3 separate regions of the Gasterosteus aculeatus genome follow, and all the other regions are linked to region 3. The links are chromatin contacts, called in public Hi-C maps. All regions are on one chromosome and are shown on one strand. Each heading gives the region's core, a stretch centred on a gene start, on an enhancer-like site or on the middle of the called end of the contact. The rest is flanking DNA. Distances are from core to core; before and after follow the strand shown.

The links. Hi-C and Micro-C count contacts between places; a contact is called where the count stands out from the background.
Region 1: a Hi-C map of skeletal muscle shows a contact between it and region 3, with 3 times the contacts expected there. The contact joins the promoter of eef1e1 here to the promoter of tfap2a in region 3. A contact is called at or near these places in 4 of 6 Hi-C or Micro-C datasets (skeletal muscle, tail fin and whole body).
Region 2: a contact with region 3 is called in a Hi-C map of whole body, with 9 times the contacts expected there. The contact joins the enhancer-like site here to the promoter of tfap2a in region 3. A contact is called at or near these places in 6 of 6 Hi-C or Micro-C datasets (blood and trunk muscle, liver, skeletal muscle and 2 more).

What each region holds. Positions count from the first base shown.
Region 1 is chr21:11,323,144-11,327,430 of fGasAcu3.hap1.1, forward strand. It overlaps eef1e1 (eukaryotic translation elongation factor 1 epsilon 1), which reads right to left and starts at 1,394. Exons shown (of 4, transcript XM_040167477.2): 1 at 1,183-1,394; 2 at 294-491. The coding sequence starts at 1,266.
Region 2 is chr21:11,442,363-11,446,672 of fGasAcu3.hap1.1, forward strand. No RefSeq gene overlaps it. Among protein-coding and RNA genes, the nearest start is that of slc35b3, 72 kb to the left of the region's middle. Within about 2 kb of position 1,554, at least 3 of the 9 cell types and tissues checked have open chromatin away from gene starts, as enhancers often do.
Region 3 is chr21:11,726,356-11,730,832 of fGasAcu3.hap1.1, forward strand. tfap2a (transcription factor AP-2 alpha) reads right to left here and starts at 2,325. Exons shown (of 7, transcript XM_040167706.2): 1 at 2,145-2,325. The coding sequence starts at 2,177.

The sequences.
Region 1 (4,287 bases), core at 144-2,643, 400 kb before region 3:
ATACGCACAGCGGCCCAGCTGGTGGACGGAGAGAGAGAAGGAGGGAGGGAGGGAGGGAATGTGGGAGAAACTGAGATGCTTCTCAAAAGGTAAAGGGAATTATTCTAAAGAAATCTTATTGCAGTCATAATGAAAACAAAAACACAGACAGACATGATGGAAGCCAAAGCTCCATCCAAGCAGGCTCGCTGAATTCCAGTCACAAGCACAGGTGCATTTGAGTGTGCAGAAACAAAGGAGGACGGGAGACATTTCCAACAGACGTCCACCACCACCACGATCCGCCTCTCTACCTTCAGGGCGGTCTTGGCGTCCTCCTTCGTGCAGCCGTCCAGCTTGGTGACCCGGTACTCCAGCCACTGCTGCACCACCGCCCTGCTTTCCGCGGAGTCCCCCAGCAGCTCGGGGCGCTTGGCGTCTTTCGCCAGGTGACAGGCGACCGTCACCAAGCCAACCAGGGGGGGACCATTGGCCCTCTGCAGCACAGGCACCTGCAGGGAGACGAGGGAGGATGGTGAGATGGAGATACGAAGGGAGTTCTCTATTTATTTGATTGAAATGCAGACAGCAGCTGTGCCTGTGTTTGCTTATGTTGCTTTAGAGAACATGTTCCAAAACAGGGCAAAAATTGTACCCTTGCTATTTTGTTTGTTGGTCCCCCAGAGCCAGTTTAAAGATGGATGTGATTGTCCGCCTTCCCCTCGATAAAATTAATTGATGAAAAAGTTGATTATTTAGGTTGATACAAGTGATTATATGCAATACAACGTATTCACAATCTGTACGTTTCAATGAATTGTTCAGTGGAATCCCATAAAGCACATATATGCGTATTAGGCATGACGTCGCACTCCTGCCTCGCTTCGATTCAATGGACGCGCATGCGCACAGCACGGGACTATTTCCATTGTGCCGAGTAGTGGAAACAAGACAAGTGGCGACACATGTCGCTGCGTGGATCTGATGCTTCAGCCCAAACGAGGAAAAAGGTCACTGACTGAACTGATAACGAAGGGTTAATGCGACACGACGATGCCGGCTTATTCGACACACACGACTCGCTTGTTAGCATTGTTAGCTAGCTGCTGTGTCCTCATTACGGTAGTGATTGAGCCGCCTACGAGAATGAAACAGCGTTTTAAAGCCCGAAGAGGATGCCACAAAGAAGTATGGTCATGTCACCTTTTTCTCCCCCTGTGTACTGTATTTGTTCGGCTTTTTCAATCCTAAATATTTCTCCAGCGACGACAGCTCCCGTAGAGCCATGTTTCTGGCTGGCGAAGGGGCAGCGCAGCGTGCGTGTTAACCGATTGGGTCAAACTCTCGAGTCCCGCCCACTATGGTTTGAGTGATAGTTGTGTTAACCAATTAAACACAGCTTTCAAGTCTTTCCCTACGTTGCATCAAGGAATGAGCCATCATCAAAATAATATATAAAGTCGAATAAAAAAACAGAATAATAAAAAAAATAAATGGGAAAATAAAGAGTAGGTAAACTATAGATATAATTTACCAACATTAAAAAAAATATAAATAATCTCTTTTAATATAAACATTGTATACAAAGGAACATTTTACTTTAGTTCATCCTTACTGATGTTATCTGCTAGGCTGATTTGTGAGTATGTTTGACAACATTTTAAAATAGACTTCAAATACTTATTTCATTTAATAACAAACACAACCTCTCAGTGAAATATGCTGTTATTGGATATGAGCGTATCCCAGCATTTCATAAGGAGGCTAAACTGCTGGTGTGGGATAATCTGATCAAAGACGGGTATTACGCAATGCACCTGCAGAACTTCTACGTAATGGTTTTTGGTTCAACGAATCAAAATGACAGCGGAAGGTCTGTCTGGAGTTTCAGTCAGAAGTCCGGCAGCAAAGTTTCCCTGTCCTGTCCGTCTGTCTCTGCAGCGTGTCCTGCCTGTGACATTGTTTGTGTCCTGTCAGTTTGCATTTGCACAGGGCATCATGAAATGTCACCTGTCAGTCAAAATTGGGCTTATTAAGTATATGCTGTCCAAGTGTGTGTATGTGATAATATACTAGTGTGTTTGTGAGATACTGTACAGCGGAACAGCTGGGCAGAGGTGTCACAGCACAATCTTTGCATCCCCATCAGTCATCCTTTGTTACAGCTCACCTGAATGACAAGGCCCAGGGTGATTGTCAGCCATTGCAGCAATACAAATCAAATTCATATTTCTTCACTGGACGTCATGCAGACAGCAATAAAATATAAAAATCAGAGTCTTGGAGGGGTTTAAACCGCTGCGTACACCTGCAGTTTTATGGTACTTTTTTTTGTTTCTCCATGTTGTGCATAGTTAGATTGCTTTGACTACACAATGGACCAATGACGCTCTGGATTGCAGCTCAAGCGCTGTCATACTTTGGCATTTTAATAAATCGGGTTAATGACGAAAAGAAATCTCACTGTGTATTTTAACGTAGTAAGATAATTATGACTAACTGCTCCATGATCTCGTCCTGCACAGCCGTGTAATGTTGAGTTTCAGGGGCCTCTTGGATCTCATTTGTGCCTCATGTGAACTATTTCCACCCATAAATCCACATCTTTCCCTTTCAACGTGTGGACTTAATATAAACGAACAGATGATATTTTTAAACCCAATTTGGTCAGAAAAAGCTGTCCGAGAAAACAAATTAATTATAAGAATGAGTACACAGACTATCACAAATGATTACATGCTACGAAACAAGGTAAGGCTAATTTCCTCTTTTTTTTTTTTTTTCTTCATCTAACCATTTTTCATCTGTTTGTTTACAGGCTCCGGCACGTCATACACTTTTACCCTAGTGGGGCTTCCATAAATGAATGCCTGCAGCGTTAAAGTGCGTCTCCTTTAACTAAATGCCTCCAAGCTGCCACATCCTGTCTGTTCTCAGGCGGGCTGAGGACAATGATCCCCAGTGCCCGGGCCTAACTGTAGCCTGTGGGAGTTTTCTCATACTGATTGTGATACACAATCTGGGGTCACATTAGTAAGGAAATCTACAATGGGGGGGGGGGTCACCGTTTGTGCCGTGGGGCTTCCCAAGGCAGGCATAGCGATAAACAGCTTCAGCCCTGGTAGATGTATCCCCCCCTTACCCCCCCTCCTCTGCCAAGTCTGTAACTTACAATATGCCGTTACACTGATTTGTCTAGCTGGGATGCAGAGCCGCAGCCCCGCCTGTCTCCTCTGTTACCTTTCACCAACCTGTGAAAGCTCTCTGACTGGATACTGTATCCTAACCACACGGACGCTGGCAGAAGGAGAGCGGAGGGATTGGTTCTGAGTGGTCGACATGAACGCTGTCAGCACAGATTGGTGAAATTGCATATTGGTGCTAGGTCGGATTCCGAGCGTGGAGAGAACATGGGGACGGGCGCCAGGAGGCGGGGGTGACAGTTTGGGAGACGGCCGCGAGTTGTGAGATGAAGACAGACAGATGTTTGGGGGTCGGCGTGCTGCCCGTACCTTCCGCTCCTGTCAAGTTTTTTTTCCTCTTATTTGATCCTGTCCAAAGAGCTTGGTGCATATTTGAGTTTTTATGGTGCACAGACGGGGGCGGAATTACCTTTTATAATACTTTTAAAATAACAAATTCTTGAAGGGTTTGTTTTTAAATCACATGATGCTCCCTTGATTTGAATACTGAAAAAGAAGAAAAAAAACTCTCTTCCACAACAAAACATCTGGTGTATTTAGTTTTCTTCTTTATTTTAATCAATACAGAATGTTAGAAAAAAGTAAAACAAACAAACGTTTTTGTTTGTCCCAAATGGAGAACAGCAGGAAATCCTCATGTTGAACACATTTCTTTTTTATCAAGTAATGCAGCACTCTTTTTTCCACCATATGAAAACCCTTCCCTTCCAAGCCGGGCCTACTGCGCAGTGACTTTCAGCCAGTGTAGCACACGTCTAGTGGTAGTCCACACAGTGTGTCTTTTGGCTCCGGAGCTTTTGGCTCTCGCAGCAGAGGAGAAGTCAGAGGATGCCAGAGATGTCGTACCTCCAGGCGGGACCTTTGGGCCTTTTGTGACGACAACAGTGAGGGGATTATAGGAACCACCCTGCTGCTCCATGCAGAAACAAGGCACCCAAAGGCTAAAAACAACATGCTGGTCCCCCAATTCATCACACACACACGCGCGCACACACACACACACATGCAAATGAGTGCATGTTGGAATATGTTTACATGGGGATGGAAGGGCCGGGTGAGCCAGTGACAGGAGTGGAATTATGACATTTTTGTGACATTTCATGTC
Region 2 (4,310 bases), core at 304-2,803, 280 kb before region 3:
AGACATTGCTTCTTAGCTCTCATTTAGTTGAATAGACATATATGTGCATGAATATCGGAGGTCAATCTTGCTCTCAATAGTGTGACTTCTATTTCAGAAGATTTCAAAATGTTTCATTTGATCCTCCTCCGGTACACGTGGCACATGCATTATATTCATTAAAGTGGAAAACATGTAGACATCGTTCGCCAATATATCTTTAATAGTTTACTCACTCGGGCGGGCAACAAATACGGTTTTTATCCTGGAAGGCCGTCATGCAGGTCAAAGGTCTGGATTGTGTTGTGTGAGTGTGAGTACATGAAAGTGCTTCTGTAAATTCTCACTTGTTTGTGTCTATCTATGGGATTTGACCTAAATTTGCATGAAGATGACTAAAAACAGTTAAAATACATAATTTTTTCTAAATGAGGTAAAAAGAGAATCATTTGTCATCAATGTTGAGTCCATAAAACACACACAATGGAGATGATCACGATATCACACACAAACACACCCGCATTGTGCCAGAACGGTTCACACCAAGTATTTGCAATAATTGAGTAATTGATCCAGCTCGTACCGGGTCCAGGCCGCCTCCTCTCAACAACTATCCAATCAATCCAGGCTCCGGTCCGAAATGGCATGTCCCATAACAAATTACAGCTGATGAAATAATCATCAGAATGTCATTACCCAGCATGGCGCCGCATGTGCATCTGTGCGTGGGACAAAAGATGTGTCCATAAGCAGGCGTGGTCATGCTGTTATTACCCCGCATGCTATTTAGCACCTGAGTCGCTTGACAGACTTGATCAAGGTTTTTTTTTTCCAAATGTTGCGTAGGACAAGGACAAAGAGGTGGTGTTAAAAAAAACCTGATTCACTTATTTAACATTTTCATGCATTTGTGAGCCCTTTGAAAACAGCAAAAACTTGTCTCCTGGAACTCACTTGGTTTGTTCCCATTTCCACACCCTTTGTTTGCACTGAAAATCTAATTTAGCTCCGTCAGTTTCATGTACTGTGGATGTCCCTCCGACAAGAGACCACCGAGGCAGACTGCCCTCTCCGTGTGAGTCCAGCCATTCGCTTTCCGTTCTGAAGCCAAATCTATCGCTTTTCTCCCGTTGCCTTCCTCCTCCACCACCTCTCCTACCATTCCACAGCTGACGGCAGATGGTGTTTTAATAAAGTCCAGTAGGAATAGGACTGTGAGTAAACAATGCAGCACATGCCAACTCAGTAATTGCTGGGCACTATTACAACCCTGCGTTTGGCACGGGAGGACGAGACGCAGCGAGGATATAAAAAAAAAAAAGACACGCAGAAAGGACAAACGGGAATGAGGAAATAAGAGAACGAGGGGGGGAAACCAGAAAAGAAAAAAGCAAGAGATGGGAGGGATAGAGGGGGTATGGAAAGGGCGGGCAGGGTACACACATACACACCTAGCAGCTGGAGCCAGAAAAGCGCAGCTGGTGGAGGTGCAGGGAGGCCACGGGGAGGAGGGGGCTGAGGGGAGCTGGGATGGGCCGGTCGAGGCTGTGCTGTGCTGTGCTGGGCTGGTCCAGGCCAGTGGGTGTAGTCTTGGGCCTCCAGGCTATTGGCTCCGAGCCCAGTCTCTGAGTCCCAGGCCCTGCTCTGTGGTCTCCACTGCTGACACAAGGCCATTGCAGCCCCCCCCCCCCCCCCCCCCCCATCAAACCCCCCAGTCAATGGTTGGACACATCATGGACGAGGTGGACTCATGCAAGACCAAAGTTAAAGCCCCGTTCCATGCAGCTTGAATAGAGCAACGGTAAAATAATGACTGCAATCAAGCTCTGAATGAGAACAACAGCTCATGCGTTATTCTGTTTAATGTAACACTGACAAAGACAAAAGACAAAGCATATGTAAGACATCTTTGAATGTATATGTACAAAAGCACAAATCTCTACACAGGCACACCTTGACATTTGATCCCTTCTTCCGTGAGCGTTGGTGCTCACAGGTCTGCAGAACATTTTCCCATCATACACCATTACTCCCATCGCCTCCAGTGCTTTCAATCCGAAACCATCCCTCCACAGGTGTGACAGCTCGGCTACCTTACGTCACACACCTGTTTGGCTCAGGTATTCCAAAGAAATATGCAAAGCTATTGAGGACAAAGAAAGAGAAGAAAGCATACTGCAGCTGTTATAAATGTCTAAAACATAAAAAACAACACCCAGCAATTCATCTCAAAGTGTATGAATGATTCAGATTTTCTCAACTCTCAACCAAATTTAAAAGAGAGACTACGGTAATACGGCACTAATATCTCGCTTTTACCTGACTTGATGGAGCACTTCCCACAGCTACTGTATATAGTTAGTGGTTCTCATCAAAGACAATTAAGGAAAATGACTTTTATTTTAGAGCTGAGGTTAAATGACCAGTCTCCTTAACCTTGAAGTTCACCGTCCACATAAATATTGAATGATTCGTAACCTTCTGTTCTAATACTAATTGAAGCGGAGGGGGGATATTACATATTTGTAATTAGGGTCTGTTGGATAGGGCTTAAGCCCTGAGCCTCATTAGGTAATCATGAGGACTCTATCAATTATGCAGGTGGAGGTATTGGGTTAATTTGAGAAACATTCTGCTCTGTAGAAAACTCCATCTCGGGGTGAATTATATTGACAAATTCTTCTTGGACCTTATTATTAATTCCAATCCCATCGAGGGTAAACTTTTCCTGTGCAAAGGAAATATACGTGAAAGTAAGAGGGTTGTAAATGGGTTCGCTGCATCTTCCACGGGACTGTCCGTGTTATATGAAGCTAATCCATATGGAAGGTAAACAAACACGACGCCCGAGGACATCACCCAAATACGACATCAAACGGCCTCCTGACAGGTTCACTGATGAGCACGAACGCGGTTTCGTGTCGAAACACAACTTCTCCCTTATGACATTTTGAACTTCTGTCCAGCCAAGTCTTCTCACATACTTTCAGGTTTTGAGAATTTGCCTTTTTTCACCCTCAAGGCAGAGGGACAGAAAGAGTGAAAGACAGAACTCAGGCAGCTCAGCGAGAGTGAAATATGAGCTGCAGCTCCCGCAACAAGATGTCTTCACAGCAAGGACACTCCCCACGGACCTGCCATGAATATTTGGGAACAAAATGGTCATACGCAACCGCACTCCACTCATATCCTGCACTCCAAACTTCTGTCAGGCCTCACCTCAGACTCCCACCGTACCTCCAGTCCGCCAGCAGGTTGTGGTTCACTCCATTAATCTTCAGCAAAAAAGCGGGAGGGGGAGTCTGCGGTGGGTGGGCAAATTTGCGAGAGGTGGAAAAGGTGGGAAAAGTGGGTCAGAGGACTCAGACCGAAGCGAGGGCAGCTGCCCCTTCAGCACCTCGGTTCTCCACCCGAATCCTCCACATCGCCCCGGCCTGCTCTCTGAGGGCTGGAGACAATGTAAGAGGTTGGAATGGACTCAGATGTGCACAACTCTTATGAGCTTAATGTCACTCTTACGTGCTGAGACCTTATTATTTCCGCCAGACGCAACCGACCAATTGATCTGCCCTGACGATGACCCTGATAACCCTCACGTAGAGGCTGCGCACATGCTGGGACTTTAACTAAATGAAGAATACGAATACGGCTAGTGAGCAGATTCAAGCTCAAATTGATGAATTGACAGCTGTGCCTGTGAAAATATACCATCAAAGCTCCATAACTCCTTCCTGCCTCGTGTGGATCGCCTAACAGCATTTTGTACTGTACATACAGTATGCAAAAAACAACAAGATATATTTGCATATCAAGTTGTCATTTTATTGTGCGAAAGTCATTCTAATGAACTGAAATTACGTGTGAAAAGTGAAGGTGTTTAAATGCTAATGCAAGAGTTCCGCTTTGACAAAAACACATTGCTTTCCTTAAAATTTACCGTGATGATAGTGCACTTCCTTTTCTTCCCCCAAATGAACTCAAATAACACCCTATCTGTCAACACAAATGGTGTTTCCGCGTCAAGGGGGATGGAAAACGTATAGCCATAAATGCATTAAAATATTGCTTTTACACCCCATCTATCATAGTGCAATTTCATGGGCTGCCTTTTAAAAAAATTAATTTCATTCTTTGACCTGTTACGAGTGGAAGCGCTATCATGAGTAGGCTTTGAGTTAAATTGCACTTGTGACTTCATGGATCACATTTTCAATTACCTCCGAACACTGCGTGGAGAGAGAGAGAGAGAGAGAGAGAGAGAGAGAGAGAGAGAGAGAGAGAGAGAGAGAGAGAGAGAGAGAGAGAGAGAGAGAGAGAGAGAGAGAGAGAGA
Region 3 (4,477 bases), core at 1,075-3,574:
TGGATAAAATATTTTATGTGATATTTAAAAAATGAAAATAAAGATGTAACTGGTGTGAATTGCATTTAAAATATTTCTGTTATTAGCATAATACAAAACCATCGTTATTATTTTTGTTTATTTATTTCTTATCATCGATTTTACCACTATCTGCTTATCTTCTAATTTTGATACGCACAAATACCCAAACAGAAGATCCTAGTAAAATATATATAAAAAACATGTATCTATTACTTTCTGCACTTAAATTAAATGTGTTCACTAACACCTGTCAAAAGACTGACATATTTGGATCAAAACAATGAAACGTACCCCTAAAGTGATCATCTTAAACAAAAATATCAAACTTAAATTAAATTAAACAAATCAAAGAGGAGTCCCTTACCTCGCAATCTTCATATTTAATGTTATCAGTTAATTTCCAAAGCATTTTCATGGATTGTTGAGGTGGATATTGAGTGGTATCGCCTTAGTCTTGTTTTCACTCAGTGAATTGTGCTCCCCGCTCAGAAAAACTACTTTTATTGAAGCTGTGGGCTTCTGTCTGTCTTGCGCTCTGAGGTCTCCCTCTAATGGTAGAAGTGAAGGGCTGGAGCAGCTCTGTAATAACACTGGCACAGGGCCTCATTAGCATATCAACAGTCGTTTGATTCCCCCCCCCCCTCTCCCCCCCCCCCCCCCCCCCCCCCCCCCCCACCCCCCTCCCCTCATCTGCTCACACCAACACCAATGGACAGCGCACAGGTAAAAACTAAAACGATAGGACGCTATACACGCTTATTATTCCGACTGTTCTGCGAGCTGTGTGTGTGTGCGTGTATTGAGGGGGGAAGAGGGCAGAGCCATGCATGTGGATCTGCATGCACCTGGGACGGTTTTCTACAAGTCGAGGCTCGAGCAAAGCGCGTCGGGCTGCACAAATTACACGTTCACGTTCAATTTTCATAACGAAGAACGAAATAATATTCAAATATCATGCTGCTGTAAGAAAGAGTCTACATTGACTGAAAACAAATCCGCTCATCCTCGTGTCTCCATTACTTCTCTAGGACGGCAGGCCTATGCAAATACAACCCTGACACACACTTTTGGGCTTTTTAAAAAAAAAAAACTCCCAAACTGTTATTTTAATCCCATTGAGAGCGCGGAGCCTTGAGAGGCCATTCTTCCTGTGTTATGGTAAACAGGTGAGCCATTCGGAGCGGCTCTACAGGTCCATTGACTACCTGTAAGGGGAGGGCTTGCCGGTGTGTGGGGGTTAGGGGGGGGGGGGGGGATGTAAATAATTAACACAACAACATGGCCTTGTTTCATTTGAATGAACGGCCAGGGGAGCCCGGCTCTTCCCTGTCGCCGGCCGAGCCTTCACCTCAGCAGGTCGTGGGTCGGCAGACAGGTCGCCGGCTCTTTCAAGGCGTTGGCTGCTCTCGTTTTAAAAACCCAGATTACCATTTTTGGTGGAGGGCTTGTCTTTTTTTTTTGCAGCAGCAGCAGCAGTTGGGCTATTAATGAGAATGGAGCGATGAAACTGGCTGACAATGACAGCTATGTGCATGTGCGTTTCTGTTGATCCAGCCTGGCTGTCTGTGGGGATGATTTTTCCTCCGTTTTAAAGCAGTGATACTAAAGTTTAGCGTCTCTTTAACCCCCCACACACCTCACAAAACAAGGCCCCGTATTCCAGTGACGAGACCAGGGATGCTTTGGAAACTTGCGAGTGGGAAACACGCAATCCAAATATGGATCCTGTGTGAATATACACGCGAAAGGCTAGACGAATCACATCTCACCTCAGACACGCAACCGCATATTAAGGGCTGCGTTTCATATGAAATACTCCACGACCAAAACCCACGTCTCATGCTTTCCACACATTTCTGATTCAAACACATGACCGTCCGCCTGAATTACAACCTACAACCCCACGCGATCAACATCCTCACTCTTTCACGGCCCCCCAAAAGAAGAAGCGTTCCTTATGAAATAAGTTCTTCGTGTTAGCGTGTGCCTGTGAACTATACACCGACTCTTTTCATGGAACGTGTTCACGAAAGCGGCCTCTTGCTGCACAACAAAAGTGGACATTTTGACAGTTTCCACGGTTCACCCGCCGCGTCTTTGTCTTAAAAGTAAGCAGCACATACCTGCCATTCTCCCATTCTGCCCATAATTGACATTCTGTGTCTTCTGCTGCCTTTGGTCGTTGTCGGTAGATCCGGTTCCGTGTCTATCTCATTGAGCCTCCGGTGCCGAACTGAACCTTTTACGTTGTTTTTTTTTCGCCTGACCGGATCGTCTCACCTGGCCATAAAAAGTGTTGCGGAGTGTTGGCGCATGCGCAGTGCTCCGGGTGTGGACGCGTAAGGAGAAACTACCTGGGGAAAGTGGAATCACCTACGTTGTGTCTGGTTTCTGCATTTGCCTGTTTTGTCTTCAAAGACTACGGATTGGGTTTTTATGAAACAATAAATGATCGAACGAACATGTTTTTAAATATTAGTTATTGTTGAGGAAACTCAAGAGATACCGGAATGCACTATAGCTTAATCATAGTCCCTGCTGTGACTACGAAATATAGATATATTTGCAGAGAGTGTAAATCGAAGCTGTTAACACATCCAGTTAATTTTTCGTTGAGTAACAAATTCTTTGCTTCATGTAAATTTGCATTAAAAAATGAAAAGGAGTGAAAAGCGATGCCGTTTACCTTTCCCCTTAATTTATCTCACAACTAAATTAATAAACATGATATTAAACAAGATAGGTAAATATGGGCGAAAGAAAATTTAAATCAAATCGGTAGTATGTTATAAGAACCGAAAAAGACGTGTATTTATCTTATACTTTCCTCCTGTTAATTGTATATGAATCCTCATTGCAAATGAAACTGTGTCAAGTTAGAAAACTTGAAGGTTAACTGCCAACATCATTACTTCTGCGCAGAGAGCCCTGCTATTGTGAGGGTCATTATTTATTCATCCACTGTTTATTTCTAATACTTATGTAGACCCCCCAGGCCAAGAGCGAATGAGGTCTCCCTCTCTCTGTGTCTCGCACGCGCACACGCGCTACAACTCACACACTCACGCATACAGAGAGGAGAGCAACACGTGCAATGACAGAGGTGATAATGGTCGAGGCTTTAGTCCAAAACCCGTTTTTTGTCCTCTTTCAAGTCCTTTACGGAGCACACACACACACACACACACACACACACACACACACACACACACACACACACACGTCGCTGCAGCTGCGTCGGTTCTCTCACCACATCTAACACTTTATATTAGACATATTTAATTCATACACTGAGATTATTGGACCAACTTTTTGTTGAGATTTTGCATTTAGCCCTATAAATCCTGTTTTTTTGAGGGGGGTTGCATAATTCCGTATCGAATGTAAAGATTTTTGTTTCTTCTTTTTTTTTTTTTTGTTGCAGTGTTAATATTTAAAACAAGCCTTCATGTTTGACTTCAAAGGCGAAGACATTTTAACTACACACACAATACCTGCAGCTATAAAGACCTCTCCAGGACTGTACAAAGGAGGGCTGGGTAAAGAGGGGGGGGGGGGGGGGGGGGGGGAATCAGAAATATAGTTTGGGGCTCTGCGCACTAAAGGGAGGAGTAAGTTTTAAAGCAGAGCTGTCTGACAGTGAGCTACTCTCAGACAGGAGCGGGGGTCCCCGTTGGATATCCAGCCTGTTTGTCTAAGGCTCGGTTTCCAACCACTTCCAGCATCGCACTGGGCCTCCGGGCGACGCTCGGCTTCCTAACATTGCAAGCTGTGTTTAATAGGCGTCGGCAACGGCGGCACCGCAGGCAATTTGTACAGCCATTCCGATTCAGACAAATTACAATAAAATGATTATTGATGTAAGCATTGTTGTAATTGTTATTATTACATATAACATTTTCTATATTGATTTGGTATCCGTTGTGTGTGTGTGTGTGTGTATGAGGGGGATCGTGTCTCGTTGGGAAAAAAAAGAATCCTGTTAATAAACTGGATGAATTACGAATTCAATCTCATTGAGAAAAAAAAAGAAGTAACTTTTCTTACTTCATGTTGTCTCCTCTTTCCCTCGTTTCATTAAAGTACACAGACCTGTGATGGAGAAGCTGGAAAATGTTCTAACAAAGCGGGTATGTTGTTGTTGTTGTTGTTGTTGTTGTTGTTGTGGCAGCTGCACGTGTCAGCCTGCTGAGGACCTGGCGGTCCCGGTACAGGACCCCCCGTGTAGCTCTCAAAGATCACCGCATCACAGTGTCGGTTGAGTGAGAAGGTTTTGGGGCCCATCGTATGGAAACGCTGCTTCCCAACTGTGATAAATTGTGTTATAGCGCCATCTAGCTTCCGGAGATGGATTTAAAACCATATTGCGTTGTAATTGAAACCAAATGAGAATGTGCTCGTGGTGAGCCTTCCCATCGGTAAATTAAACAAAAAAGCAGCTGGTCAAAAGAAACAT